Regions from separate parts of the Mus musculus genome. Here regions 1, 2, 3, 4, 5 and 6 are each linked to region 7. A link is a contact called in public promoter capture Hi-C data. All regions are on one chromosome and are shown on one strand. Each heading gives the region's core, a stretch centred on a gene start, on an enhancer-like site or on the middle of the called end of the contact. The rest is flanking DNA. Distances are from core to core; before and after follow the strand shown. Region 1 holds the start of Rbpjl (recombination signal binding protein for immunoglobulin kappa J region-like). Region 2 holds the start of Prex1 (phosphatidylinositol-3,4,5-trisphosphate-dependent Rac exchange factor 1). Region 3 holds the start of Sys1 (SYS1 Golgi-localized integral membrane protein homolog (S. cerevisiae)). Region 4 holds the start of Ywhab (tyrosine 3-monooxygenase/tryptophan 5-monooxygenase activation protein, beta polypeptide). Region 5 holds the start of Cse1l (chromosome segregation 1-like (S. cerevisiae)). Region 6 holds the start of Stk4 (serine/threonine kinase 4). Region 7 holds the start of Trp53rka (transformation related protein 53 regulating kinase A).

Evidence for each region. Promoter capture Hi-C pulls out the DNA fragments that hold promoters and counts their contacts.
Region 1: a contact with region 7 is called in a promoter capture Hi-C map of liver, with 4 times the contacts expected there. The contact joins the promoter of Rbpjl here to the promoter of Trp53rka in region 7. A contact is called at or near these places in 3 of 39 promoter capture datasets (the SN4741 cell line and liver), 1 of 484 Hi-C or Micro-C datasets (B cells), 1 of 115 datasets of contacts at active chromatin or transcription factors (pancreatic cancer cells) and 1 of 9 other capture datasets (liver).
Region 2: a contact with region 7 is called in a promoter capture Hi-C map of liver, with 5 times the contacts expected there. The contact joins the promoter of Prex1 here to the promoter of Trp53rka in region 7. A contact is called at or near these places in 3 of 39 promoter capture datasets (the 3T3-L1 cell line, hippocampal neurons and liver).
Region 3: a contact with region 7 is called in a promoter capture Hi-C map of liver, with 2.8 times the contacts expected there. The contact joins the promoter of Sys1 here to the promoter of Trp53rka in region 7. A contact is called at or near these places in 4 of 39 promoter capture datasets (hematopoietic stem and progenitor cells, hippocampal neurons and liver).
Region 4: a contact with region 7 is called in a promoter capture Hi-C map of liver, with 4 times the contacts expected there. The contact joins the promoter of Ywhab here to the promoter of Trp53rka in region 7. A contact is called at or near these places in 4 of 39 promoter capture datasets (the C10 cell line, liver and pre-B cells).
Region 5: a contact with region 7 is called in a promoter capture Hi-C map of liver, with 2.6 times the contacts expected there. The contact joins the promoter of Cse1l here to the promoter of Trp53rka in region 7. A contact is called at or near these places in 5 of 39 promoter capture datasets (the 3T3-L1 cell line, 3T3-L1-derived adipocytes, liver and 1 more).
Region 6: a promoter capture Hi-C map of liver shows a contact between it and region 7, with 5 times the contacts expected there. The contact joins the promoter of Stk4 here to the promoter of Trp53rka in region 7. A contact is called at or near these places in 3 of 39 promoter capture datasets (hippocampal neurons, liver and pre-B cells).

What each region holds. Positions count from the first base shown.
Region 1 is chr2:164,400,857-164,404,640 of GRCm38.p6, forward strand. Rbpjl (recombination signal binding protein for immunoglobulin kappa J region-like) reads left to right here and starts at 2,338. Exons shown (of 12, transcript NM_009036.1): 1 at 2,338-2,462; 2 at 3,603-3,705. The coding sequence starts at 2,441. Matn4 (matrilin 4) reads right to left here. Exons shown (of 11, transcript NM_013592.4): 1 at 3,635-3,784; 2 at 986-1,106; 3 at 1-241. The coding sequence starts at 1,064.
Region 2 is chr2:166,711,364-166,715,443 of GRCm38.p6, forward strand. It overlaps Prex1 (phosphatidylinositol-3,4,5-trisphosphate-dependent Rac exchange factor 1), which reads right to left and starts at 2,469. Exons shown (of 40, transcript NM_177782.3): 1 at 2,152-2,469. The coding sequence starts at 2,355. Gm46777 (a long non-coding RNA gene) reads left to right here and starts at 2,466. Exons shown (of 3, transcript XR_001783555.2): 1 at 2,466-4,080.
Region 3 is chr2:164,459,378-164,463,565 of GRCm38.p6, forward strand. Sys1 (SYS1 Golgi-localized integral membrane protein homolog (S. cerevisiae)) reads left to right here and starts at 1,594. Exons shown (of 4, transcript NM_025575.3): 1 at 1,594-1,743; 2 at 1,916-2,152; 3 at 3,924-3,991. The coding sequence starts at 1,991.
Region 4 is chr2:163,993,235-163,997,261 of GRCm38.p6, forward strand. Ywhab (tyrosine 3-monooxygenase/tryptophan 5-monooxygenase activation protein, beta polypeptide) reads left to right here and starts at 1,963. Exons shown (of 6, transcript NM_018753.6): 1 at 1,963-2,131.
Region 5 is chr2:166,903,779-166,907,937 of GRCm38.p6, forward strand. It overlaps Cse1l (chromosome segregation 1-like (S. cerevisiae)), which reads left to right and starts at 2,318. Exons shown (of 25, transcript NM_023565.3): 1 at 2,318-2,399. It overlaps Gm31204 (a long non-coding RNA gene), which reads right to left and starts at 3,516. Exons shown (of 3, transcript XR_866966.3): 1 at 1,801-3,516.
Region 6 is chr2:164,072,244-164,076,256 of GRCm38.p6, forward strand. Stk4 (serine/threonine kinase 4) reads left to right here and starts at 1,895. Exons shown (of 11, transcript NM_021420.4): 1 at 1,895-2,004. The coding sequence starts at 1,970.
Region 7 is chr2:165,491,514-165,495,465 of GRCm38.p6, forward strand. Trp53rka (transformation related protein 53 regulating kinase A) reads right to left here and starts at 1,801. Exons shown (of 2, transcript NM_001007581.1): 1 at 1,534-1,801; 2 at 1-198. The coding sequence starts at 1,789.

The DNA of each region.
Region 1 (3,784 bases), core at 1,088-3,587, 1.1 Mb before region 7:
ACCACCGCGCGGATGGCTCGTTCCATGTCCTCGCGGCGCGAAAAGGCGCCCAGGGGAAAGACGCTCTGCACTTGACTAGAATACTGGATCACCCCAACGCGCGTGGCGTTCAGACCCACGTCCAGGCTGCGGAGGAGGCCCACTAGGAACTGCCTCATGGTCTCAAACTCGAAGGGGCGCACGCTGCGGGAGCTATCAATCATGAACACCAAATCCAGGGGCCCATTATAGCACCTAGGACCTGCGGGAAGATGGAGGAGGACTCTCACGGGTCAGCTAAAGCTGGTCTCTTAAAAAAAGCCGGAAGACCTGCTGTTATCTGAATGGAACAGTGCCCAGCATGTCTTTAACCTAACAAATTAGCCTTGGATACAGTTACTCATCCATCATTTGAGGAGACCTGAGCCAGGAAATCACACAAGGTTCCCCCACCCCACCCCCGCGCGCGCATGCAGTTCTGGGAGCTGTTCTGAGTCTGTGTTATGTATTGAGGAGTGAACAAAGAGATGTCGCTGTCTCAAATGCCTACATGAGCCAGCCAGACACCATAAATGAATGAACTGATTAGATTATATCTAGAACATCTCATCTCCTGTATCTCTGATAACTTGGATTGTCCCAGCAAGCAGGTCCCTGGTCTGTTTGTTTGGTTGGTTGGTTTTGTTCAAGAAAATTCTCAAATAGGGTTGTTTTTTAATGTGGAGTCTCCTGATTTTTCCATGGTTTCAATAAGCTTCAATAAAAGTCGACACCGAATGAACCCAAAACTATGCCACATACTACAATTGAGGAAACAGCGCCCGCCCGAGGGATGAAGTGGGAGGGATGAAGCCCGAATCCAGCCTGTGTTCTAAAGCCCGCCCCCCCCATACACACACCCATCCTTCCACCAGTGTGCCAACCCCTCCTGGCAACCCTGGCTCACTGTGGATAGAGAACGTTGCTGCTCCCTTCCTCCCATGGTGAGGGCTGGGATCCAACTCACCTGCAGACTGGAGCTGAGTTTCCCAGGACTGCAGGAAGAGCAGCAACAGAGAGAGTGGCCAGCAGCAGGGGCCTCTCATGGTGCTTGGAAGGATGACGAACCACAGTGTCACAGCCTGCAGCTAGAAAAGAAGGTCGCAAAGCAACAGTTTTGACGGTGCTTTTATTGCAGGGGATGAACACTCTGGCTTTGCGTATGTTCAAAATGTTTTGCCAGGCATAGCTGCACACTCGGGAGGCAAAGGCAGGCAGATCTCTGGGAGTTTGAGGACCAGTCTGTTCTTCATAGTGAGTTCCAGGCCACCCAGGGCTACATAGTGAGATTCTTTCTCAAAACAAAACAAAAAGGCTCATGATAATTTTTTGATGTCACCACACTGGGATTGCTGAAACTCACAGAGGAGCCTTTGTAAAAAATGGCATTTTACAGAACTACAGGGCACTAAGTTAATAAGAAGTAGATAAAAATACATAAAACTCAAAAGGAGATAAACGCTTGTATTAAAAAATTATATACATATGTGTGTATATATATATATACACACACACCATATATATGATATATATTACAGATCATACACATCATATATATTATATAGCATACACACCATATATGTGTGTGTGTGTTACATATATATACATGTATATGGTGTGTGCTCACACACTATGGCACACACGTGTGGAGGTCAGGGGGCAATTCGCTGAAGTCCGTTTTCTCCTTCCTCTGTGTGTGTCCCAGAATTAAACAGGACTGAACTCCGGTGGTCAGTCCCGACAGCAAGCACCTTTACCCACTGAGCCATCTTGCCAGTCCCCGAAAGAACCCCTTCCTAAATACCAGATATAGTGCTAAATGTGCTTTTCCGTTGTGGCATTGACCCTCTTTGTAGTTCCGACATTTAAGGCTGTTTTGGTTCGGTTCTCCCTATTCAGAAATAGGCTTTAAGAAATTAAATGCTGCTACCCAACGCCTTATAGCAGGAAAGTGGCTGCGGCCGAGATAGAGTCCTGTCTATCTGGTGTGTGAGTCAGCTAAGGTGCTCCACACTCTCTTCTTCTGCGGACAGAAATCATTCCCCATATTCCCCCAAACCCGTGCCACACGCCAAAGAGCAGCTCTTGGGGTCTGGGTTCTTAGTGGTAGGCCAGAGAGTGGAGTCCTGCACAAGACACGCCTCGGTGTCTGTTTCTCGCCTGCTCTTAGGAGAGGCCGCCAGGGGGCGCCTGCTGGGTCTGGCTTCTACTGCCGTGGGAAGCCTACATCTGCCCAGCAGGTGTCCCTGCCCAGAGCAAACAGGCCGCTGGGAGTCCCGGGACCTTGAAGATAAGGCTTGGACAGGATAAATCCAGTGTGAGGATCGGATCGGGGCTTAGATGTGTGAACGGTATCGAAGTCAGTGGCGGTAGATGTGCCCAGAGGGCAGCAAGAGAGCGGCCTGGGCCTCGATGAGCAGCCATGGACCCCAGGGAGACAACAGGTGAGCCCTCTCCTTCCTGTGTAGCCTAACTAGGTCCCTTGAGAACCACTAAGGGAACACACACACTGTACGGATGGAAAATGTGCTGCCCAATAAGACTACCCAGCTGGGCTCCAGGCACAGAACTAAACCTAGCTCTCACCCCCCTACACCCCACCCCTGTCTCTTCCTCCAGAGAAGCCTGGTTCCCTTGCACCTAAGAATCACTAAGCCTTTCTTCCGTTCCCCACCCCACCCCCACACGGCACACTGAGCCTGCTCTATCCATTTTTCTGTGGTTTCTTGGCAGAGCAGGCCATCGCCCCTTAACCCACGGCTGCCCCTCCCTCAACCCCCCAGTTCCTTGAATGAGCCCATTCTGAGCAAGGCCGGTGCGTGGCTCTGACTCCAGACCAGCTTCCTATCCGAGATTCTTCTCCCTTCTGGCTTTCCAGCGAGGGTAGAAGAACAAAAATCCTTCTGGCAGGGTCTGTGGTGGTAAGGTGACAAGCTAGCTAGATGTGCCAGTGGCTTGATGGTGGAGGTAGGAGGAAAGGCAAGCCTTTTCTAGAGTGGGCCAGAGCGGAGCCAGCACCCCAGGGCAAACATCTGAGTATAGCTCCACCGGGCCTTTGAAACTCAGGGTTGGCTCTTGACTAAGGGCTCCCTTAAGCTCCTCTTGGCTTAAGTCAACACGCACTTGATGTCGCTTGCACCTCAGGACTCTTAGAAAGTCAAAACAGCTGCCCTCTCAATTTCAGCTTTCCAAATCCGCTGTTCCACGGGGGGGGGGGGGGCGGTCTAGGGAGGGCAAAGAGAGTCATCATCGTTCAAAGGCTTGCTTTGAAGTAGTGGCCCATTAGAGTGAGCCCAGGTCTCCTGATAAGGATCCTTGCATTGAAGAGGAAATTTCTCGGACGCCCTTAGGATAGGGAAAGTGCATTCCCAAGGAAAGTGCGCTCCAAAGAGGTCTGAGTTCAAGAGCTAATCCGGAAAGGACACTTTGGGAAGGTGCCAGGCGTGGAGGGAGATTAGGGAAGGAGGACCTGCATTTTGTTGGCCTTGCCAGAGGGGGATCGGAAAAGGTACTGCAGGTTAGACGTGGACACGTAGGCTGTTAAGACTTGTCCCCCTACGGGTTTTACGCTGGCTTCCCTGCAGACCCCTCGTTGCCCCCGGGCCCTTTGACTCACCTGAGCCTGCCGGACAGCTCAGAGGTGCGGCTACAGAGCGACGGGCCCAGCCTCCTGGGGAGTTGGACCAGGTAACGGCGGCGGCGTGGGCAGGTTGCCCTAAGTGGGGAATGCCAGACAGCCAGGGCGAGCCCAAGCGGCAGCTGCATT
Region 2 (4,080 bases), core at 1,219-3,718, 1.2 Mb after region 7:
CACTTTATAAGGGAATAAAGGCCCAAAGATGTCAAGCCAGCTTGCCTTAAATCACAGAGCCAAAGGCCTCACACCACACAGTCTGGCTCTGAATTTGGAGCTCTGGACCTTGTATTATATTATTTATCTGTCTGGTTGTTTGTTCATTTGTTATTTGTTTATTTATTTTCAGGGGTGCACGTATGCTATGGTGTGGCCTTAGGGATCAAACTCAGGTTCTCAGGTTTAGAGGCAAGTGCCTCGAAAGCTCTCATCCTTCCCACCAGCTCAAGCTCTGGACTTTTTAAAGAACCCATTTTGCCACTGTAAAACTACACTGGCTCCTCCCAGACAGCCAGGAGCCCAGGGAACCCCCTCCAGCCAGGGTGTACAAAAGCTGACAAGTTGGGGTGGGGAGAATCCCAGAAGAGCTGCCCGCTCTTCTGTGCCCTACTGCATGCAGAAAAGCCCGGGTGGTCAGAAGAGCATGCAGCTCCCGGCCAAGCTTCCAGGACTAAGTGGCCTCCCTCGGGTTGCCTGAGGGCCATTCCCTAGTGGCCAGAGGTGGCCTCCAGGGCTCACAGGGCAAGACACACTACTCAGGTTACACAATCAGTCCTCCACTTCTGGCACTGGCTTGGGGACCCAAGTAAGGGCAAGGCAGAAAAGCAGCCTGGGGTCCCCTGCTCTTGTACACGTGGGGAAACCGAGGTCAACACAGGAAGCAACGGTGTCCCAAGACACAATAATGTCTGTCTGGCTCATCTCAGAATGCCCCAGTCACACAACAATGGCTGTCCACAAACGACAGGTGTCCTGGGATGACATGAAAGTCAGAGAAAACTTTTCCCCCCCTGGTTTCTTTAATTCTAAGAATGTGGACTCTAATCAATTTCCATTATCCTAGCGGCCCCGTCTCCGTAGGGACGATTTAAAACCGCAGTCAACCTAGCACAACAGCCAGGGGCACACATGGGGGAGTGGGTTTTGTTTTTTTTCCCCCATTAATATAAAAACTAGTTTAGATTTCCTGTTTCTTTTTAAGGCTGAGCAGCTCAGTCACTGCGAGGGGGAAGTGAGGAGTTCCCTAGAATCTGTCATTGCTCAGCAATGCCAGAGTGGCTGCCTCTTTCATTTAGAAACTGCCAGCTTCAAGCCCTACCCGATTCTCTCTCTCTCTCTCTCTCTCTCTCTCTCTCTCTCTCTCTCTCTCTCTCTCCCCCACCCCCTTCTCAACTGTGAGAGAGGAAGAGATGGGAAAGAAAGCCAACCCTGTCTTATTCTCACAGGCCTTTCCAGAAGGATCCTTGGGCCAAAGGGCTTTCAATGCCTCCACACAGCGTCTTCCCCCCCCCCAACTTCGTACTCCCTCCTCCCTCAGTGGGAACCCCCCCCCCCGACCTCACACAGACTCCCCTGCATCCTTAAGCCATTGAGTGTTTCTTTTTCCCAGATGGAGAGAACTCCAGTGTGATTGGGGGTCTCTTGAAACACACACACACACACACACAAACGCACGCCTTCCTGAAGCAGGGTTAAGACTTCCTCCAACCCAAGAAGGGAGTTAAAGCGGCCCCAGCAGGAGGCACGGAGATTAAAGCCCTCAGGTCTCTAAGACCAGCCCTTCCCACCCCCTCCAGTTTTCTCACTTCCTAGGAGGGTAGGGAAGTGGCCCCTTCCTCATTCTCACTAGAGACACCAGGGCAACTACGTACCGGAGTTTAAAGCCCCCGCAGGGCTGCCCTGGGTCACCGCCCTGCATCCAACCCTACGACGTAGCCTGCAGAACTATCCAGAGCAAGGGACTCAACCTCTCTGGAGCCGAACTCTTCCCTGATCTTAAGGATCAGAAAATATAACCTACTGATGAGCCCGGTAACGGCACAGTCTGCTGATACCAGTGTAAGGTGCGTGGTACACAGACGCACTCGGACGCTGTTTTGCAGTCTAAGGCTTTGACTGTGCAATTCGAGCTGGGGCAAGGCTACGGAGCCCAGGGTCCCCGGTGCAGCTAAGGAGCCCCTACCCGGGCTTCTCCCTACACTGGCCCCCCAGCGGGGCGGCCCCGGGCAGCGGCCGCGCGGATGTAACCATTTCAAACTATGCACAAGGCGGGGAGCCACAGACAAAAGCGCAACGCGGGCCGGCCGGCCACAGGTGGCGGGAGCTCACCGACTGCAGGAAACGCAAGGTGCCCACGTAGTCGCGCTCGGTGCCCAGGATCTCGTTGAGTACGCACAGACGGAGGCGCAGCTGGCGCTCCGAGTCGCGGGCGGCCGCGCACGGCCCGGAGACGGGGCCGCGAGCATCGGGATGCGCACCGTCCCCGCCTGGGTCCCCGCCGCCGTCACCACCACCGCTGCCGGGTGCCTCCATAGCCGCGCGGCGCCCGAACTTCCCGCGCCGAGGTCGCGCCGCGGCTTAGGCGTCCGGGCTCCGCATCCCGGACAGGCGCCGCTCAGCGGGCCCGGGGCAGGCGGAGCGGGGGCGGGACCTGGGCGGGGTCATGGTGTATGGGCGGGGCCTTGGTAGAGAGGGCTGAGCGATGGGCGGGGAAGGAGGCGGGGTCAATCTGCTAGTGGGCGGGGATCTTTGTAGAAAATGGACGGGGTGGGGCGGCACCTCATGCGGAAACTGGGCGGGGACTAATGGAGAATGGACTGAGCTGGGGCGGAGTCTGGTGGGATTGGGCGGGGATTGGGCGGAGCCCCCTCCCGGCTTCCAGGGAGCGTCGGCCAAGAGCCGGTTCGTGCGCGCGCCGCACAGTCAGAGTTTGGGGCTGGAAATGCGTCGCCCCAGACCCCAGTCAGGTCGTGGTTCTGCTGAGTCTGTAGGCCAAGACCCATTCAGCAGTTCTGCAAGAGCAGCTCGCGCCATCCACCCGTAAGGAGTGCCCCGTGGGTGATCTGCTGGAGCCGGATCAGCGACCACCACGCGCATCTCCTGACGCCCGGAAGAGCAGCTCGACGCCCCCACCAACACGGCCGCTCATGCCCTCGGCTTACGGTGACCTTGGAAGAACTCTAGCTGCATCTTTGTCCTTACTTCTGTTTCTCTTTCCGTCGGAGCTCTGCGCCTACTGTCCCAGCGCTCCCCATCCCTAAGCAAAGGTGCCCACTTGGACGAGACCGTTGCAGGAAGCCGCCCTCGTACCCACCAGAGATAAAGCCAAAATGGGAATTTTGCTGCCAGCCGACAGGCTGTTCTGTGTGACCTTGATCTTTCAAACGTTCAGTTAACGTGCTAACCCCCCTTTACCCTCGAGAGGCATTGGGACCCGAGTCAGCCTCTGGGGTTCAGCCCCTCATTGATGACCTTGGTCAGCACCCCCATCCCACCTAAAGCTCCTCCGTTTGCCTCACAGTACAAGGGGAAGAACAGTAACACCTAACTCTTAGGGACCAGCATACGGCTGAGCCATAGTCCCTGGAAAGTGATTTTAACACCCTAGAAAGTCTTATCTTCGTTCTTAATTATTCCTGCCTTTGTCAACTGCCCTCTTGACCGGGCCTCTGAACTGCTTGTTCAATCCCTACCTGCCCCGCCTCAGATCTATTATCTCCTATGGAGTCAGTCCCTGTTTCACAAAATAGCCTCTGTGGAGTGTCATCATTTCTGGGGCAGGAGCACTGTCCTCTATTTACTTCCCTTCAAGATGCCTAGAATAGTTCTCTGGGGCCTTGAAGTAAAACAGTCTTTTGCACAAGGATAGAGGAGAGACTGTGGTAGCTCCTGCTACCCCTGGCCCTGTTCCTTTGGGGCCTAGGGCACCGTGACATTTGATGTGGGCAAGGTATCCTAGGTAAATGGATGTAAAAGGGTGAGCCCATCAGGTATTGGTCATGGAGTGAGTGTTTCCAAAGAATCATTATCTTCTTGTTTCTGAGCTTTCCAGACATAACACTGCTTCTGTCCTTAGATCCAGCACCTTTTTGGGTTTCAGTGGGCCCTGTCTTGAAATCATTACTCGCTAGCTGGTAGCAGTCACGAGCCAGCCAAATCCAGCTGCCTGGGTGACCTTGGCCAAGACACTTCACCTTTCTGAAGCTCCATTTTTTTTTTTTTAATCTGTAAGATGAGAGTCTGAGGGAACAAACCCAG
Region 3 (4,188 bases), core at 344-2,843, 1.0 Mb before region 7:
CTGGCTAACTTTATGTTTTTAAGAGTGTTTGTTAGCTGGGCAGTGGTGGCGCATGCCTTTAATCCCGGCACTTGGGAGGCAGGGGCAGGTGGATTTCTGAGTTTGCGGCCAGCCTGGTCTACAGAGTGAGTTCCAGGACAGCCAGGGCTACACAGAGAAACCCTGTCTCCAAAAACAAGAACAAAAACAAAAGACAGTATGTTGCCCCTCTTCTCTGACCTTTAGTTTAAACATGTGTATAATGGGAGCAGAGGCCAAAAGAAAAAAAAAAAAGAGCCTGAAAACTCTGTACTAAAGAAAGAAAACACTGAGAATCTAAAATGAAAATAGTCATTTTTTAAAATGTATTATTTCCTTGGGAGTCCTTGGGAATTCCATGTGGGTCTGGAATATAGCAAGTTTCAGACCATCCAGGGCTACATAGTGAGACTGTAAGACCCCTGAAGCTGGGCCTCTGCTCAAGTCCCAGGATGAGTTGGCCAGCACCCCAGTGACCCGAGAGAAAACCACACCTGATGCAAACTGCAAGAGGTTTTATTATTAGGTAGCTGAGGATGAAGTCCCTCTGCTGTGCAGGGGCTGGGAGTTGACCCTGAGCGGTGACAGTAGGGGGCTTTTAACAGCTAGCTGGGGAATTGGGAGGAGTTGGGAGGAGAGTTCTTCTCTTCCGGGTGTCCTTGGTGAAATTTACAAGGCAGGAGTGGGGAGTGAGTTCTTTCTGAATTTTTATCTCCATGTCCTCGGCACAGGAAGGCAGGCATCTCTGGTTGTAAAGTATAGAAACAAAAAGGCTTTTTGCTGGCTATAGAGAACAAAGAGCTTCTTTCTGGCTGTATTTTAGAGATCGGGGGAAACAAGCTTGGGGAACGTCCAGGGGCTTTACCTTCCAGGGAGAAACGCTCTAAGTCGGGGTCCCACGAGACTCTGTCTTTAAAAAAAAAAAAAAAGAAAAGTTCCCTTTTGTTAAATTTAAATTGTTGCCGGGTGTGGTGGCGCATGCCTTTAATCCCAGAACTTGGGAGGCAGAGGCAGGCGGATTTCTGAGTTCGAGGCCAGCCTGGTCTACAGAGTGAGTTCCAGGACAGCCAGATCTACACAGAGAAACCCTGTCTCGAAAAAAAACAAAAAAAAATTTTTTTATATTGTTATCATTGTATTTCTATGAGTGTGATAGTCAGATGATAGCTTACAGGAGGCAGTCAGTTCTTTTCTTCCAACATGTGAGTTCAAGATATAAAATGGTCGTCAGTCTTGGCAGCAAGCATCTAGCCCTCTAACCATCTCACCATTCCTCAGTGAATGCTATTTTATTTTATTTTTTATTTTTTATTTATTTTATTTATTTTATTTTTAAAGTCTAGACCTTCCACCCCTTTCCCTCCTAGGAATGGACCTGCTGGATTTTAAAAATCTCCCTCTAGAGGGCGCGCAAGACCCACGGTTTTGTGCCTCATTTCCGTTTGCCTTCATCCTTCATCTTACGCATGTGCAGAGTTTATTTCCGGGCTGCTCGCAAGGGCCCCTTTGGATGGCGTGTAGGGTTCATCCACTGCGTCTGCGCAATGCCCCTCGGTTGCCGTCCCCGGAAGCTCTCCCTTCCCAGGAAGCCGTGGGCCGCAGCTATTCGGCCTCTCTAGGCCGGCGGGTCCTCCGCTCCATGGTCCTGTCTGTCAGCGCTGTGTCAGGAGGCCAGTGCCGAGGTCCGGTCGCGCTCCGACGCTTCGACCCTCGAGCCGGTCGCGGGTGAGTGAACCCGGGAGGAGCCCGGCGGTCGGAACGGGTGGGTCCGCCCGCCCCGCCTCTCCCACCCGGGAATGGGCTTGCTCCCGGGTCCCAGGCCCTCCTCCCTCCCTCCCGCGCCGTTACCAAGGCGACGGCCGGCCCGCCGGCTGCAGCTCCCTGTGTCTTCCCGCAGGTATCCCGGCGGCCGCGGGACGATGGCGTGGTGGCACTGACAGGCGCGGGCGGCTGCCGAGCCCCGCGGGCCGGCATGGCGGGCCAGTTCCGCAGCTACGTGTGGGACCCGTTGCTAATCCTGTCGCAGATCGTACTCATGCAGACCGTCTACTATGGCTCTCTGGGCCTGTGGCTGGCGCTGGTGGACGCGCTGGTGCGCAGCAGCCCGTCCCTGGACCAGATGTTCGACGCGGAGGTAAGCTTAGCGGAAAGGAGTGGGGTTTTGTGGTGGGGCACCGCCGAGCTCTAAATCCGGCTGGGCCAAGTTCTCATTTTGTGGACACTTTTTTTTTTTAAGAAGGGATTTCAGTGTGCGCTCCCCGCGCGACCCCGGTGCCCATCTGTAAAACGGAACGACGAGAACAGGGAAGGAGATAGAGTCTAGGAAGCAAAGTAGTGATCTACAAAGTTCACGCTCAGGAACTGCGCGTTCGAGATACAAACAAGCAAAATCTCATAGGGTTTTAAAGAACCTTACAGTGTTGTGTTGGCTGCCTATGCGCTTAGCCTCGTAGCCAGCTCCGCAGCTTGTGGCTAGAGGTTGAACACACATGGCAGATACTACAGTCAACAGACTTGTGTCCCGGGCAAACATGATGTCTCTTTCTTGAAACCCTCTAGAAAAATGACTTCCTTTCTCCCAGCTGAGCTTGTCAGGAGCCACAGTAAGAAGAGGGATAGACAAAAGGGCATCCGTAATGATGAAGTGGAAACTGTTAAGACTTGGTGTCAGATAGGTCCCTTTAAATTCCTCTCTGCCCTGTGACTTGGGCAAATGTTTCCTCTCCCGTCTGCAATATCACACTGTTGGTACGAGGTGGTGAACTGTTCAAAGAGCCTGCTGTGCTTAGGGTCCAATCTAGCTGAGAGAACTTGAAGAGTTGTTTTGCCTTTCCAATCCCTTTTATCCTCTGCAAAGTGAGCAGGATAATCCTGTCATGTTACCTATAGTAAAATGTTAAAAGGCCCAGAGGGGTTTAAGAATAAGAAAATGCTTCGTGCCGGGTGTGGTGGCACACGCCTTTAATCCCAGCACTCGGGAGGTAGAGGCAGGTGGATTTCTGAGTTTGAGGCCAGCCTTGTCTATACAAAAGTGAGTTCCAGGACAGCAAGGGTAACACAGAGAAACCCTGTCTCAAAAAAAAAAAAAAAAAAAAAACCAAAATGCTTTGTGAGGTATAGTGGAAGCCTAAGAGGTTGCTAAGAGGAGAGACAGTGATAGTTGATATGAACAAAGTTCTTGGTTCGGGAGACCTGGGATGGAGTCCTTGTGTTTGCTACTGTTGTTTGCATTGGCCTTTGGGTAACTAATTCTGTGGAAAGAGACACTAGGAGCTTTGTGAGATCATGGATGTCAAAGGCCTTTGCAAGCTGAAGTATGGCACAGGTATTTAGTATTTGGTAGTACTCTGTCAACAATAAGTATCTCAAACATAGCAGATGCTGAGTAGTGGCACCTTGTGGGTGACTCCATCCTTCTTGTAAGGGCCAATGGGAATCAGGCTTTGTTGCAGAGTGGCCTGATGTCCACAGCCTGAGTTCAGCCGACGGCTTTGGAAGGATGAGATACTAACGGGCTTTTGGTCATGGTTATTCAACTCTGCCCCTACAGTGTAAAAGCAATCCTAAACAATATGTCAGAAAATACTGTGAACTGTGTTTCTGTGAAGCAGAAGCCTGACCTGTGGAGCCACAGTTTGCTAAGGAGATTTCCTAGACTTGATTCTTGCTGTCTAGACAAGCTATTGCCTCAGGCAACTTCCCTAAACTCTTGCATCTTTTGTAAATGGAGAATAGTAGTCTCTCCCCATATACCATGAGGTTCAAATGAGATCCGAGTGGATGCGTGTGAAGAGAGCATGGTGTCTCCTGTCCTCTGAGAAGAGTGCTCGTGCCATCGGCTCTGTGCTGGGATCCTGGCTGTGCAAAGCCACCTCTAGCATGTCCCCTTTGTGATTCCCCTTCAGATCCTGGGCTTCTCCACCCCTCCAGGCCGGCTCTCAATGATGTCCTTCGTCCTCAACGCCCTCACCTGGTGAGTATCACCAGCTCTACTATCTGTCTTTCGGGGTCTAACTTCCTAAACTTAAGCATGAGGCAGGCTGGCACTTCTTCTTGGGAGTAGTAAGATGGGTCAAGAGTGTGTTTCTGTGGCCTGGCCCCGTCATGGTCTCCATTGTTGTTCTGAATTAAGTACAAAGCTCAGCTGTCACTGTATGTGCCTGATGGCGT
Region 4 (4,027 bases), core at 713-3,212, 1.5 Mb before region 7:
AATCCCCATGAGGTTCTTGTGGTATTAAGAAACCCATCCAGTGTTCTAGTTCAGTGGTTTTGATTAAAATCCGATATAAAATCCATGATATATATATCCGCTCCAAGCTTCCGAATATATATATATATATTACACAATGCACCCTTTTTTAATGTTTATTTATTTATTATATGTAAGTACACTGTAGCTGTCTTCAGACACACCAGAAGAGGGCATCAGATTTCATTATGGATGGTTATGAGCCACCATGTGGTTGCTGGTATTTGAACTCTGGACCTTCGGAAAAGCAGTCAGCCCTCTTAACCACTGAGCCATCTCGCCAGCCCTACACAATGCACTCTTAATCTCATTCAAGTTAAAAGTTGTTGTACTTGGTTCAGGACTGATGTGGTCTGCATCTAAAGAACAAATGTCTGTACAAAAGACTTGAAAATGACCTTTATACCCTAGAAAGTCTGTGTATACACACCCAATCTGAAGTAGACAGCCACTCCATAGTCCCAGCTACCATATAGAAATGTAGACAGCAGTTTTCTGTCCATAGAAATCTGATTTGTATGGTTCTGAGTTCTATAAGAAAGCAGGCTGAGCAAGGCAGCATCTCTCCTCCATGGCCTCTGCATCCGTTCCTACCTCCAGGTTCCTGCCCTGTTTGAGTTCTTGTCCTGACTTCTTTGGTAATGAATAATTTGGCCGTGTAAGTCAAATAAACCCTTTCCTCCCCAGCATCACAGCAATAGAAACCCTAGCTAAGACAGCAGCTAACTCAAAGTGTTTATTCATTCTGGAACAGTACATTGGGAGGATGGGGAGTTATATAAATGAACTGGGGTGCTGATAATGGGTAAGGACAGAGCTCTGATTGTCTCGCCCAGGGAACTATTAAGTCGGAGCCATCAGCGATGGGTTTCAAAGCAGCGGACACAGAATGACATTGAAAAGATCATTTGGTACTTGATGGGGGCAGGGCTGGAGAGTCAAGCGGTGAATTTGAAGTCTGTCATTAAGCTAAGTGAGGGTAAAAGGAGAAATGACAAAGGCCTATTACTTTGTTCTTTCTCTAAAAACTGTAAGCTTCAAGACGCAAGTCTTGCTGTACTCCCCAGCACTCTGAAAATTGCCACACGGAATTTGTGGGAAATGAACGAAGGCGTGGTGGTGGAGGTATTTTGAAGGGCTAGACTTAAGGGTCAACAGGCTTGAGTGAAGTAGTAATAAAATTTAGGTAACACTGAAAGCCGTTTGGGGATCCCAGGGTTCTGTCTCTGACGATTTCCCTTTGAAGGATACTTGGGGACCAGGGAATCTCAACGAAGAACTGATGTACACTGGTTTTTTTGTTTTGTTTTTCTGTTTTTATTAAGACCTTGGAAATGTTCTGTTCCTGGTACTTCATGAAGCGTCCTTGGTCTAGGAAAAGAACAGTAAGTACCTTTTAGGACTGAAAGGTGAACTAACTGAAAATGGAGGGCTGTCTGTTCTCCTTTAGTTACAAGCATTCCCTTAACGCACAGCTAAAAGCACTGCTAGGCTCTCCGACCCCGTGAGAATTATTTTCAGGGTTGGGTAGGAACAGACGATCCTAGGCTCAACCAAGACCGCTCCAAGCTTCCGAACCCTGCCCTCCCGGAGCCCGCCCTGTTCTCACACATCCCAGCCCTGGGGCGGCCACCTCGGCCCCGCCCTCTCTTCTTCCTCCTTTTCCTGCTCCCCCGCCCCACTTCCTTTCCCTGCGTCCGCCCCCTCCTCGCTCCCACCCAGGCTCTGCGTCCTCCCACGACCGCTCCCTCTTGGTCCTCCCTGACATCCCCTCCTCCTGGCTATCACCGCCCTTTTCAGGAGGACGGAGCAACCCCGTGCCTCATTCACCCAATGAGGAATCGACTCAGGGTGGGGCGGGACTTGGGCTAGAGCGGAAGTGGTGGCCAGAGCGGAAGTGCAGCTGCCGCCGCCGCCACCGCCGCCGCCGATTCCGGAGCCGGGTAGCCGCCGCCGCCACCGCCGCCACTGCCCCTACGGTCGCTGCCACCGCCGCTGCCGCCAGCCCCGCCTGAGGAGTGAGCCCGGGAAGGACGCAGTCGCTGCCCTCTGATCTTCCCGGAAGCGCCTTTGCTCCCTCCAGTCCTCCGCGGTGAGTGCGGCGTGGCTCCCAGGGGCCCCAGCCCAAAGCCCCTTGTCGGGCTGCGGCCAGGCTCACTGTCGCCGCCAGGCTTACTGCCGCCCCTCCCCGCTTCCGGCCAGGCCTGCGCCTCCGCGGGAAGCCCGGGCTTCTCTCTCGGCGCGCCGTACGGGGTGCGGCCAGGCCTGCGCGGCTGGGGACCGCTGGGCCGCAGGCTCCCCCCCTCCGGCACCATCTCTGCTCGGCGCCGCCCCTGCCTGCTCCCTTCGGGCCCCGAGCCATCCTTCTGGGCCTGTCAACCTCTCTCATTCTTTGTGGCTTTCAAAAATTGAAATGTTAGTCGAAGGCGGGCGAGTTCCCGAGCCGCGACGCCCCTGCCGCACTCCCCTGGATGAGTAAGGGTTTAACCTTGGCGACAGCTGGGGCGAATCCCTCTCCCACTTTGCAGTAAAGCTGTTTCATCATCGCTGGTGTGGGAAACCCAGCTGGACCCGAGATTCCCTGACAGCAGGGTTGAGGTTTGAATTAAGAAATGGATTTATCTGAACCTTTCACTGACTCAAACCGGATTCCCAATGGGGTGGGGGAAGATCAGGCTGAGAATTGAGTCTTTTCTCTTGATATTTGTCGTCTTTTACTGCCAGAATCTCGTGTGTCCATGCCCCAAATTCATCCATACACTTTTTTGTGGCATATATATATATATATGTGTGTGTGTGTGTGTGTGTGTATATGTTATATATTGTTTGAAATTTGTCTAGTAACCTCAGTGTTTGAGGAAGGAGTAGGCAAGATGTGGACCCTTTTTTGCAAGATGAGCGCATCTGGGTCTGTTGCAAATGGAGAACATGCGTGCATCGAGGATTCCAAAGGTGGCAGCGTTGGTGAGAATTTGCCAACCTCTGTAAAAATGCATGGCTCATGTCCTTGCCTTCAGTACATTTTCTCTGGTGAGACTAGATAGCACTGGACTCTTGATTTTACTTGCCTGGTGTGGGAGGTGGAATCTGGCAAGATGTTACAAATCTCTAAAATCCCGGGAGCCGGTGCAGAAAGGTGTAGCGCTTAAGAGAATATGAAAATTACATTTCTCACTGTATCTCAGGTGTTCCTGTGAAACCATACAGACACACAGTTTATGGGACTGAACACGTGCTTACTCAGCATCTCACATCTAGCTGCTGGAAATTTATACGAATATTACTGGGATCTTGGTGGATTTCTCTTGACTGCCTCCAGTGCAATCCATTTCTTTGGGTTGCCCGAGTCTTTTTAAAATTTTTTTATTTTATTTTAAGATCTATGTCCTTAGCATTATATAGCCGGCAGATACTGGTTTGTTTGTTTGTTTGTTTTGTTTGTTTGTTTGTTTTTTTCATCCCCACCCAAGTTAGAATTTTAAGCATGACCTTAGAAATGAAAGGCTGGAAATTCAGTACTAAATGCTAAATTATTTTCTTAGCCTCTGCCTTCTAACTATAAGAAACCATTCACCCATCTTACAGATGAAGTCTTTATAAGAAATGAGGTGATTTGGCCTAAACCTCACACCTACTTACAGACTGAATATTCTCTTTCATCGGTGGCAAGTATTTGTGGACTGTCAGCCCCTGGAGTATGGCTCCTACCCTGTTATCTTCCATTTCCCATCATGCAGTGCTTGGGTTATATTGAAGCCATTTTAGAGCTGGAGCTGTCTGGATCAGGGAGGCAGCCTGTGTGGAAACCAGGCCGAGCACACTCCCTTGATGCTCGGTCCCTAGGCAGAGTCCCCAGAGATTTGGGCTGCTGCAAAAAGTGCATTTTCCCCATTTGGCTGTGGATCCAAAAACAGCTCTGGTTAGGTGACTTTGATTCAGTTCTTCCCTCGATTGTTTTCTGGCTGTGATCTTCCTTCAGGAGTTAATT
Region 5 (4,159 bases), core at 1,068-3,567, 1.4 Mb after region 7:
CCAACACACAGGGAGGGGCAGGAGAGGTGCTCCTCCATGGGTGAAAGCACTGGCTGCTCTTCCAGGGGACCCAGGTACTGTTTCCAGCTCCCATGTGTCACCTCCAGCTCTGTGGGAAACAGCGCTCTCCTCTGGCCTCTTTGGGCACTGCATGCATGTGGCACACAGAAAAGAAAAAAACCTTAACATTAAATATACATATATTTGGACTAGAGAGGTGGCTCAGAGGTTAAGAGCACTGTCTGCTCTTCCAGAGGTCCTGAGTTCAATTTCCCAGCAACCACATGGTGGCTCATAACCATCCACAATGAGATCTGGTGCCCTCTTCAGGCATGCAGGCATACATGCGGGCAGAATATTGTATACGTAATAAATAAATAAATCTAAAAAAAAATTACCTAGCAACAGAGCCTGGTGGTGGTGGCAGTGGCACATCTTTAATCCCAACATTTGGGAGATGGAGTCAACCAGATCTCTGTGAGTTCGAGACCAGCCTAGTCTACAGCTCTGTCTTCCAGGACAGCGACAGCTACACAGAAAAACCCTGTCTCGAGAAGTCATAAGCAAACCAAACCAATCAAACAAAAAACCCCAGAACATCTTTACTGAGCAGCTGGGGTGTGCTGAGTGTTGGAGGCACGGCTATAAAGAAGAGCAGTAAGACTTAAGCTCTTGTGTAGAAGAAACACAAGAAACTCACACGCCTTGCAGACAGCATGAGGAGGAGGGCTGAGGGTAGAAGCACTTGCTGCCAAGACTGAGGGCCAGGGTTCAATCCCTGGGACCCACAAGCTGGTGAGACCTGACCTCACACAGCTACCATGGCACCCACGCACCCCTCCTGTTACATAAATTAACTCAGGATGATAGAATGAAGTCAAGCCAACCAGGTAAGATACAGAAAACCCAGTTTAGGGCTGGCGAGATGGCTCAGTGGTTAAGAGCACCGGCTGCTCTTCTGAAGGTCCTGAGTTCAAATCCCAGCAACCACATGGTGGCTCACAACCATCCGTAATGAAATCTGATGCCCTCTTCTGGAGTGTCTGAAGACAGCTACAGTGTACTTACATATAACAAATAAATAAATCTTAAAAAAAAAAACAGTTTAATGAGAACCTTACATAAACAATGCATGCTTTTGAGGGTAAGCGTTCCCATGAAGTATCGATTATGAAAATGAGTGTTTGTGACCTGGAATTCATGGCAAGCTAGGCAGCCTGTCCTTTACTGGCTAAAACGCAAAGTGAGCCAGCTACTCCTGGACCCAGAGACAGGAAGGAACACATATCAGTGCAGTAAAGTGGGGTAAGCTTGTAGCAGAGAGGAACAGAGAAGGCAAGCTAAGCTGGCTTCTTCAGCCCGGTCTTACTACAGAACACTAGGCTTCAGTCTTGATCAAAAACCTGCTTCTAGACCTTCACCTTTCTTTGCTTGCGAGGCGTACAGTCACACAACTGTCTCCTGGCTTTTGAAAAGATAAGATTTCTCTTGTTCAAGGGTCAAATGAACATCCCAGTTACCTTTAAGTTGCCACCAACTACATCGTCGTCTGAAAAAAAAAATTTTTTTTTGAGAAAGGATCTCACTGTGTAGCTATGCCTGGCCTCTGTGTAGACCATGCTGGGCTTAAATAAATGGCGATTGTCTTGCTTCTGCCTCCCAAGTGCCAAGTGGTAACAAGCATGAGCCATCGCCTTCAGCTTCTGAAATCATGTGTGTGTGAGTGAATGAATGTGGGTGTCTTCATCCATTGCTCTCTTAGTTTTCAAGGCTGGATCTCTTATGGAAACAGAAGCTCACCAATTAGCTAGACAGGCCGGCCAGTAAGCCCCAGCGATCTTCCTGTGTCTGCCTCCCCAGGTACGGAATTGTAGTCAGGCTGGCTTTTATGTGGGTGCTGGGGATTCGAACTCCCGTCTTCTTCCTTGCGCAGCTATCACTTGCTTAACCAAGCGTGCTATCCCCTAGCTTGAAATTCTTACTCATTCGTTTATTCTATTTGTCCTAGAACAGACGCTCTGCTCTGTCCCTTCGCTCAGGCGTGAACGAGCACGTTCCATCCAACAGTTAGAAGCCACTAGGAGCCACTCGCAGAACCTGCTAGGGTCTGAGGAAAGAAACCCAAAACAGAAGCCTGCGTCAAAAGGCACGGTCTCTTGTGACGTCACCGCAGACCCGAGCAATGGTTCCGATTGGCCCTCGCAGCCGGGGTGGGGCCAAAGCATTCCTGGCTCCACCCCGCGTCCCGGTCTCACTCGCACATGCGCAGTGGCCGCCACCTTAGCCGCCGCGCCATTTTGCCAGGGTTTGAATGTGAGGCGGAGCAGCGGCTGGAGTGGGGTAGTGTCGGCTGCAGCTCTCGCTTGGGATTCCCTCCTCGGTCTCGGCGTCCCCACGAGGTGAGGCATGGAGCGAGCAGGGTGGCCGCGGGGACGCGGCTGAGGGAGGGGCCGATCGCTGGGAGGTGGATCTGGGCCTCAGCCCGAGGACGCGCGCCTGGTCTTCCCCGCACGCCGCCTCTGGGTCGGGCCTGACCGCTCCGGGAAGCTGGGGCAGCTTGGGGCTCGGCCTCACGCGAGCTTCTCGAGCTCCCGCCCCTTCCCTTCCAGCGTTGCTGGGATTGGTCGCGCCGCCGCGTAGGCGTCCGCGGATTGGTCAAGCCCGCGCGTCCGTTCTCGGCGCGCCGGGGCCCGCAGCGTGAGCGCTGTTCCGCGCCGAGGCCTGACCTGGCCGAGCCGGTCTGGGTCCCTGGTTCTAAAAGAGGCCGGAGATCGCCCACTCTGACTTCGCGGGGCTTTGGCCTCCGCCAGAGTGGACTTGGCCCTCGGGTTTCAGCTGGCTGTGACGTTCGTGTCCCTAGGACCTAAGGAACCTACAGGCGAATGGTGTTCCCCTGCCTGGGGCTCGCCGGCTTTCCAGTTAGATAATCTGTCCCCACGCACACTCCGTCTTTCCCTAGGAGTGTAATTCAGAGCTAGTCCTTGCCTCTCTACGAATTTCCTAGTTTTTAAATAATTAGGTGATGCTGGGCGTGGAAACCGTGCTCCCTCACGTGTTGAACAATCTCTTCCACTGAAATGGCATTTTTACCCTCTCCTCAAACTTACGATTCTTCACTTGCATATTCGGTTAAGTGGCTTGAAGGTTCCGCTGACTGCAGGCTGTGTTTCCCAGAGGGCTCGCCTGAACTGCTGACCATGGCCATTCGTCTCTCCATAAGCACTGTCGCCTCCATGACCGGCTCTTTTAAGTATTCATAGTCCCGTCCTGTATGCTAAGTCCCCAGCTTTCGTGATGTTAGAAGCAGCTGACCTCAGATCTTGGCGGGGCTGCCTCCCTCCCTGCCTTTCAAGTTCCCTTCTTAGGGAGGAGTTCTCAGTTCTCACTGCGATGGCCACATCACCCACGTTTATGTGTCCTGTAGCATTGACCTTATATGTAGTAACTACTGCTTGTTTCTCACGGTTCTCATCTGCTCTGAGTTATCTTTAAGGATAACTTTTTATTGCTGGGTCCCATGTATGAGAGCCACATGGTGAATGCTCTGTTATTTTATGAAGACATGGAAGGTATCTGTCTGTCTGTCTATCTATTTATTTTGGATAAAGGGTCTTTCATAGCCCAGGCTAGACTTAGAGCGTTATCTTTCTACAAGTGTAGGCTACCACACTCAACTCTTCTTCACTTTTCCATTTGTGCAAAGGAATTTTCTCCCCTCTGGCTGTTTGGTGTTCTAGTTGGGCTTTGGGAAGCCAGTCTCTAGACAGGAATTGGTTGAGAGAGCAGTGCTTTTAACTGTGGAATTGATTTATTGCCTTATTTGTTTAATATCTCATTCTATGAAACCCTGGGAATATAGTGAAGAATCACAAGTGGACAAGGTGTCTCTCTTTAGGGAGCTCACGTTCTAATTGGAGGAGTCCGTGAGTGAGTTCAGGTATTTCAGGTCGTGACAGAGGTGACAGGTGAAGAGGTGGCGTTTGAGCAGAGACTAACCAGGGAAAGGTGAGGTGAACAAGAAACAAAAACTCAAGGACAGAAACTCACTTGGAATTCGGGGCGTCTTAGGAAAATCCAAGTCAAGTGGTGGGAAGAAGAGCTGGTGCAGGACTTTGTGGCCGTGTAAGTTTGGGTTTGATACAGAGTGGAAGCAGAGAAA
Region 6 (4,013 bases), core at 645-3,144, 1.4 Mb before region 7:
GCAGGTAGGCACTGAGGGATGCTGGGAGAACCTGGAGATTGGGGAAGGCAAACAATAGGAAATACCCCTGTGGAGGCTGTTAAACCTGAGCAGGCCACAGAGAGCCTCTGAGGCAGAGAATCAGCTGAAACCTGAGATGTCGGGATCAGGATTCCAGAAAGCTGGAAAGCGCCTGGCATCTTGTGGACCATAAAACTTATTTAGTGGGTGAATACAGATGGATACAGATGAATACAGTGAATACACATGGATAACACTGGAGCTGGGCTTGGTGGTGGACGCTTTAATCCCGGCACTTAGGAGGTAGAGGCAGGTTGGTTTCTGAATTTGAGGCCAGCCTGGTCTACATAGCATGTTCCAGGCCAGTCAGGGAATATACAGATGCTGCTTCAAACAAATCCCTACAAACAACCCTAAACTAAAAATATACCCACTACGCCCCTAAAAACAGAACGGTGAGGGCTCAGCGACGGAACTTCAGAAATCTGTGAGTTTTATTTTTTTAAAAAGATTTATTGATTTTATGTATGTGAGTACACTGCAGCTGTCTTCAGTCACACGCCAGAAGAGGACATCAGATCCCATTACAGGTTGTGAGCCACCATGTGGTTGCTGGGAATGGAACTCAGAACCTCTTCAAGAGCAGTCAGTGCTCTTAACCACTGAGCCACCCCTCCAGCCCTTGAGCTTTATTTTTGTCAATAACCCTATCGGCTTGAGCTGAGTCTAGACTGTCATTTTGGACTAAATTAGTGGATCTTTCCGTTTTTGGGGGTGTGCCAGGTCCAAAGCGAACCCCCAATTCCTCCCCCAAAAGGGAAGGCTTGTGTTGAATATTGAAAGTGTAAACAAAAGGATTGCTGGTGGACAGACCCGAGTAGTCCTCTGTAACCTGTTGGTTTCTGTCTACCAAAAGGAGTCACTCCTTTATCGTCCTTGCCTTTGGTAAAGGAGACTTAAGCCAAGCTAACCTGCAGGGTCCTTGGTCCCTAGTAACATATATCTGTTATGAGTAGCAAAGCAGCCTGGCCCTCCTTACCTCCTCCACTATGCTCCCAGGCTGTTCCAGATTACAACTTGCACACTCCCCTCCGCAGCAGTTACGCTACAGCAAGGTCCCGACCGGCTCTTCTCCCTCTTCGCTAATTTTTTCTGCCCGGAAGATATAGCCCTGGCCTTGGCCAGTCTGTTTTTTTCTCTCTGCTCAGGAGTCTTCCAGATGCTGTTTGGTCTCATCTACAATAAAACCTCTCCAGTCTTGGAGCAGAGATTTTGATGGTTTCTTGACTGCGCCCTAGTTTACAGAGGGCTTGGGGCTTTTCCCCTTGGCCCTAATATGAACTCACTTCTTTTTCTTTCTCTCTCTCTCTCTCTCTCTCTCTCTATATATATATATATATATAATATATATATATAAATATATATAAATATATATATACACACACACACATATATAAAATATATATATAAATATATATAAATATATATAAATATATATAAATATATATAAATATATATATATACACATATATAAATATATATATACACACATATATAAATATATATATACACACATATATAAATATATATATACATATATATAAATATATATATATATTTATATATATATATTTTAAGAACTCACTTATCAAGCCCGTGCTTTGCTAACAGCCTCCCCATCTGAGAAACTGGAGAACCCTCAAGGAGTCAGGCTTGAAAGTATTCAGTCCAAAGGCAAGTCAAGGAGAGGGTGTCGCTGACACTCGGGCCACTAGAGGCCGCCCGAGAGGCACCTCTTCGGCTTTCTGACTTCTGTATCCGCCCGCCACTGTGCCACGTGACTCCCGCCGCTCCGCCCAGCCTCCTCTCGCTTCCGGTAGGGGCGGAAAGCGGAAGTGTGGGAGGGTTCGCGGGGCGGGCTCCGGGAGGATGGAGCATTGAGGCAGTCTGGGCGGCTGCCGGCAGCGCCATGGAGACCGTGCAGCTGAGGAACCCACCGCGCAGGTGAGGGGCCGTAGGCTGAGAGGCAAGAGAGTTGGGTGAGGAGAGAAGGCGCGAGCTTGCTGAGGGTAGACCCCGGCGTGCGAGCTCGGGCCGGGAGGAGAGGGACCCGCGAGGCTGGTGACCGGGCTGCAGTAGCACCTGCCGAGAGAGGAGGGAGCGTCCGCTGGCCCGGGCAGAAGTGGTTTTGCTTAGAGAGAGCACTCTCTGGGCAACGTGCGGACAAGTTAGGGGAGACCCCAGCAGAGGCCGGGGAAGGCGCCCCAAGAAGGGACCCGAGGATGTAGGGGCGAATGCTGAGGCCGGGTGAGCGAGGACTTAACCCTGTTGCTTCGCTTTCGAGGCAGAAGTCGTTAGAAACATTGATTGGAGGTCCCATGGCTAAGTAAGGGGTGGAGCGGGGATTTTGGGTCCTGGTGGTTCTGTCCCAAGTCATTGCTCCTAACTGCCTTACTGTGTCAGTACCAACGTTTCACGGTTCTAGTAATGGAGAAAGGGTTATGGGGGGCTAGAGTTTCCAAGGGGCTTCAGGGTGTCCGCCCCATGTAGGATGATGTATTAGTAGTGATGGCGGTAATGGCTTTTATTACTGAGTTCATGAGTGACTGCCTACTTTTTTTCAAATCGTCCTCAGCCTTCCAACACCCAAAGTTGGGACGTTGATAAAGAACAAACAAACAAACAAACAAACACCAACCCGGGAGTGGGTAATCTGAGGTCCAATAAATAGAGTTTAGACACAGTAGGCTCAGCCAGACTTTGTCCTGTTCAAATTCTGTTTCGATACTCTCTTGGCTCTAGATTCTAGAAGTATCTAGAGTTGTTTTGGGTCAAGATGAACTGACTGCTGTTGTGCTGGACCACTCCCCGTCTCACCTGGAGAAAAAAAGCCTAGAGCCTGAGGGAGTCGTGCTTCTCTCAGACACAGCTAAAAACTTGGGTTTCACAGAGAAGACATTTGACTTCCTGCAGCAGAATGAGCACTAAAATAGGAAGTGTTCAGAGTAAGGGAGTGCCGGGCACCGGAGAGGTGGTGTGTGTGTGTGTGTGTGTGTGTGTGTGTGTGTGTGTGTGTGTGAAAGCCTGGGCAGCACTCTTAGGGGAGGCAGGGTCTGTTGGAAGTACACAAACATGGAATCAAACAAACAGCTTGTTGAGATGGGCTCAGGTTTGACTTAGTGTGGTGTGCTGAGGCACTCAAAGGAGTACTTATTAATTACAGCCAGAGAATGCTGCAGGGCGGCAGGCACTGTTTCATTGCTTTCCAGCTTGCCTGTTCAGCCATAGGAAATTGCTGGTGTTTTGAACTTGTAAACATGGTACACCTTACTGGCGCAGCTAGCCTTCGCAACTATCATATAAGGAGGATATCCCTGTATCCTTAGTGTAAAGAGGATAAAGCCAGGGCACAGAGAGGCAGGCCACTTGTTAGCTGCTCCATAGTTAGAGGCACAGTTGGGGTGTTAACATCTGGTGATCTAGTCTTAAAATCCTTGCGCTTAGCTTTTTTACTCTGATGTCTCTCTGGAAGTTACCTGTTACATTGGGTCTTTCTTTGTATATACGCATCTTAGCAGATTGTTCCTGTATGTACGGAATCAGTAACCACTAGGCCAGTTATTCTTCCATTCCTTTCCCCCAAAACCTTCATTTAACTAATAGTTTTGTTCTCTCTCTCTCTCTCTCTCTCTCTCTCTCTCTCTCTCTCTCTCTCTCTCCTCCAGAGACAGGGTTTCTCTGTATAGCCCTGGCTGTCCTGGAACTCACTCTATAGACCAGGCTGGCTTCGAACTCAGAAATCCACCTGTCTCTGCCTCCCAAGTGCTGGGATCAAAGGCGTGCGCCACCACTGCCAGACCACCATTTGGATTGTAAGAACTGTAGTAAAGCGCGAGAGAAGAGTGTGGCAGGGCCGAGTCCTTGGAGGATTGGTGCTGCCTTATTCGTTGTAACTAGTGGACTGCTGCATTTTACTATCAGAATTAAGTGGTTCAGATTGCTATAACAAGCAC
Region 7 (3,952 bases), core at 551-3,050:
CGTGAATGAGGTCTTGGTCGTGCATTCCGGCCAGAACCTGCCCCATCCTCCTGGCCAGGTCCAAGAGGCACTGGGGGTCCTTTTCAGTCTCCATAGTGGATTGGATATAATCCCGAACAGTCACCGAGTCTTCGATTTCTTCCATATATAAGCAGTTAGACGCATAGTCCACAAAGAAGACGACTGGGGCAGCTATCCCTGCAATGGACACACGTGGTTAGGGAACGCATCTTCATGAAGGCCAGCTTCATGCACAGGCAGACAGCTTTGGAACAGGGTTTAGACTACTGTGGAAAATGATACAATTTATCCAGAGCTTGCCCTGTTAAAGCCCTGCAGGACTACGGCCTGAGACCAGGCCAGGGTAAGTCTGGAAGTATCAAGGCTTGCTCCTCCTTTCTCAAGCCACCTGAGGACTGGAATTCATTGCTGCTCCCTAAAAACAAACAAAACAAGAAGCCAGAAGGAAAGCATCCTGCAGTCTGGGCAGTTTCTACCTGACAGTCACCAGGCAAGTGGCTAAGCAGGGTGTCACCTTACAGGCTCATCTGTGCTCTGGAACAGGCAGGTTCAGATCCCTTATTAGGCGTGAAACCTCAAGGTTCCCTTAGCTACTCTATGCCTCAGTCTCCACAACTGTAAAGTGGTAACAAAACCTCCAGTTAACACCAGGAGTCTCTCCTGAATGTCAACCAAGTTCAGAACAGTTTCCTAGAAACTGGGGTACCAAGGTAGCCCCCACCCATGTCTGATAAAACTTACAAAAGGTAAAGGAGAATATATGAACACTTCTTTATAACTCCATTGCCCCTCTAGGGCAGAAAAGCACAGGCCTGTTCACTTCTGCATTTCCCCTGGCTCCTGGCACCTATCAATGTCCTGGCAGTGGGCACCTAAAAACCATTAAAGAGAAAAATAGCAAAGGCTCGGTGGTTCTGGGCCACAGACAGGCTGCCTGGTAGCTGTGGAACCTCAGGCACTTCCCCTCTTTGAGTCTCATTTTCTCTGGAGTAATGTTGTTGTTGTTGTTGTTGTTTTGTGGGGGTGTGGATGTTTTTTAAAGAAAAGAATAACAATTTAATGAAATCAAACATTTACTGAACTATGTCAGCATAAGAACATGTGATGCATATGCCTTCTTTAATGACCACAATATCCCTGAGATTCCGGTGACATACAAGGTAACTGGGCTAGACGACTCGCTGAATGGCTACGAGGGAGACAATGCAGGGAGAATGTGAATCCACAGAGCCCGGCTCCTGCCACCCGCCTGTCAGGACACCTACTGCTTAAGACCACCAAATGGAGAGGGAAGGACGGTAAGCAGAAACAGAGAAATGAGAAACGGAGGGACCCGAGCGCTAAACAAGCCCCGCGAACCAAACAGAATGGCGTCCTGACTGTCGCCTTGAGTCCTTAAGCATTGCCATCTGATCCTGTCCCCTAGAAATCGGAGCCCCGTCTCTCACGTCCCACTGGTCTCCCGCAGCCCTGTCTGTCCCGTCTCCCGGAGCCCCGTCCGGCCCCCCTCACCCGCACGGCGGCAGCGGAGCAGCGCGCGCGCCTCCTGCACTGTCCGCCGCCGGCCGAGCCGCGCCTCCAGCTCCGGGTGCCGGTAGCTCTTCGGGAAGCGGTGCTTCACCACGGCCGCGCGGCCCTGGAAGCGGCCACGGAAGACGCGCGCCTCGGCGCCCTGCTGCACCAGCTCTAGGCCGCTCAGGAAGAGGCGGCTCCGCTCGCGCGCAGCGGCCAGCGCCTCGGCCTCCGCCTCCGAGGACGTGCCAGCCATGCCTCCGACTCCTTCCGACCCTGACCGCGCCGCTTCCGCTCGCTTCGGAAATCCTCCGGCCTCTTCCGCCATTAACACCGCCCCACACAACACACTTCACCCTGCTAGTTTGGTTCCGCCTCGCGACCTTTCCGCGCTCAGCGGAGCCTCTAGGACCTGTAGACTTGGCCCTTCCCTGTCTGTCTTCGTGAGCGCTCAGCAACTTTAGGCCAACAGCTTCTCACTCTTCATCACGGTGATGCTCCGGCTTTGGGACCTTTTTTTTTTTTTTTTTTTTTTTGAGACAGAGTCTCACGGTGTAGCTCAGATTAGCTTTGAACTCGTGTCCCACTTCAGTCTATGGAAACATGCTCTAAGCCGGGAAGGAGGCAGGGACTAGGCGAAGCTTTCTATCCGGAGACGCCACCTGATGCCTGGCACCAGCCTGTCAGCAGCCAGCACCATCCCTCTCAGATCCGGTATCTTCAACTACAGAATGAGGCTGCCTGGTTCTGCTAGGGTGAGGGCTTATCAGAATTAAGAGGCTGATTACGCGGTGCCGGTGGACAGGGCTCTCTTCACATGGCCTTTGACCCCCTTGTCCCTGCCCCACGCTCCTTGGGGCTCTGTTGAAAATACAGAAGAGAAGCCCTTGAGTCCCGGGTTGCTATGGCACCAGCATCTTGGCTCTGTGGTCCCTGGGTTTCGTTCATATTCATGGCAGGTCCCTTTTCATAATCAGACCCTTTGTGTGGGCAAAATGTGTTTTCCAGCAAAGCGCACCCAGAACCCGGTTCGTTTATATCCCCCAGTGCTCAAGTCTGTAGCTTCATTATCATAATTGTTTGTGTCCACCCAGCCGTCTCTATGGTAACCAAACCCATCTGAACCCTTGCCTTAGAAATCTAACTGTGCAAAGGTGCTGACCAAAGCCAGGCTTGCTAAGTCAGGCTGAGTTTAGCTCTTTAAAGCGGCTTCAAACCTTTCAGTGTCTCCCTACTGTGCTAAGAAGAAAGACCTAAACCTTAACTGGGCCCATGGACTCCTGCATCCCTTATAAACCCTCCCCTCTCCAGAATCCCCACCCATCCTCCATGATGCTCCCTCGGCACAGAGCCTTTGCACCTGCTATTTCCTCTGCAGGGAAATGTTTGTCCAGCTCCATATCACCTAGAGCTGCAGGTTATTCTCCACTGCAGGGTCACTTCCCCAGACAAGCCCTTCCTAGCCTCTATGAGGAGAGTGAGTTCAACTGTTATCAGCCCTGGTTTTCTACTTTCCAGACCTGTTTCAGATTCCCTTTGGTTTTGGCCGTTCAACTGCTTGATTGATGACCCACCCACCCCCCAACACACTTTACCCTGCTAGAGTGGTTCCCATCACACAGAGCCCCCCACCCTCCTGCTGTGTAGCTACTCACAAGGCAGGGATTGTATTGCTTCCATCTCTCCCTCAGCACCAAAGAGGTGGGTACTGGCCTAGAGTGTCTTAGGGATGGTGCATATGTGTGATCCCAACACTCAGAGGCTGTGCAGTGCTCAGATGCTCAGACAGGAGACTGCAAGCCTGATACTAAGTGAGACTGGGGGGTTGAGGGTAGGGACGTTTAGATTCAAATTTTGACCTTTTAAAAATATTTCATGAGTGTGTGTGTGTGTGAGACTTTTTTTAAACAACCAAATGGGGAAGTGGAATTGACAGTTTCTTGTCTACCTGAGTGCTGAAAAGGTCGTTAGAGATGTGGGTGGAAACCTTAAAGCACTGAATGAGTAAATGAGTTGACTGGAGAGATGAGAGACAGGCTGGTCCACAACTGGCCCCTGTAACTTGGCGGGAGAGCAGGAAGCTGGTGACTAAGGGTGGGTGGCAGGGACCCTCTTTATTTTGCTATTTCCAGGGGCAGGTAGTATAAAGTGCAAGTTTGACTGTAAAGTCATATATTCCAGGCTCCATCCCAAGAAATATCAGAAGGGAATTTGGTAGGGATTCCCGGCTACCGGTGAGAAGTGGGCTGGCCAGCTATGTTCCTCGAGAAACAGCAAGTGTTCTGCTGAGAACAAGAGCCAATGCAGAGAGCCAGTGTCTTCTATAATGGGGAGGGGTCCTAAGAATATGGAAATTTTATCCAGGAAGAGGGATGTCGATGGGCTAAAAGCCTGTAACAGAGTGACTGCCTCCAAGACA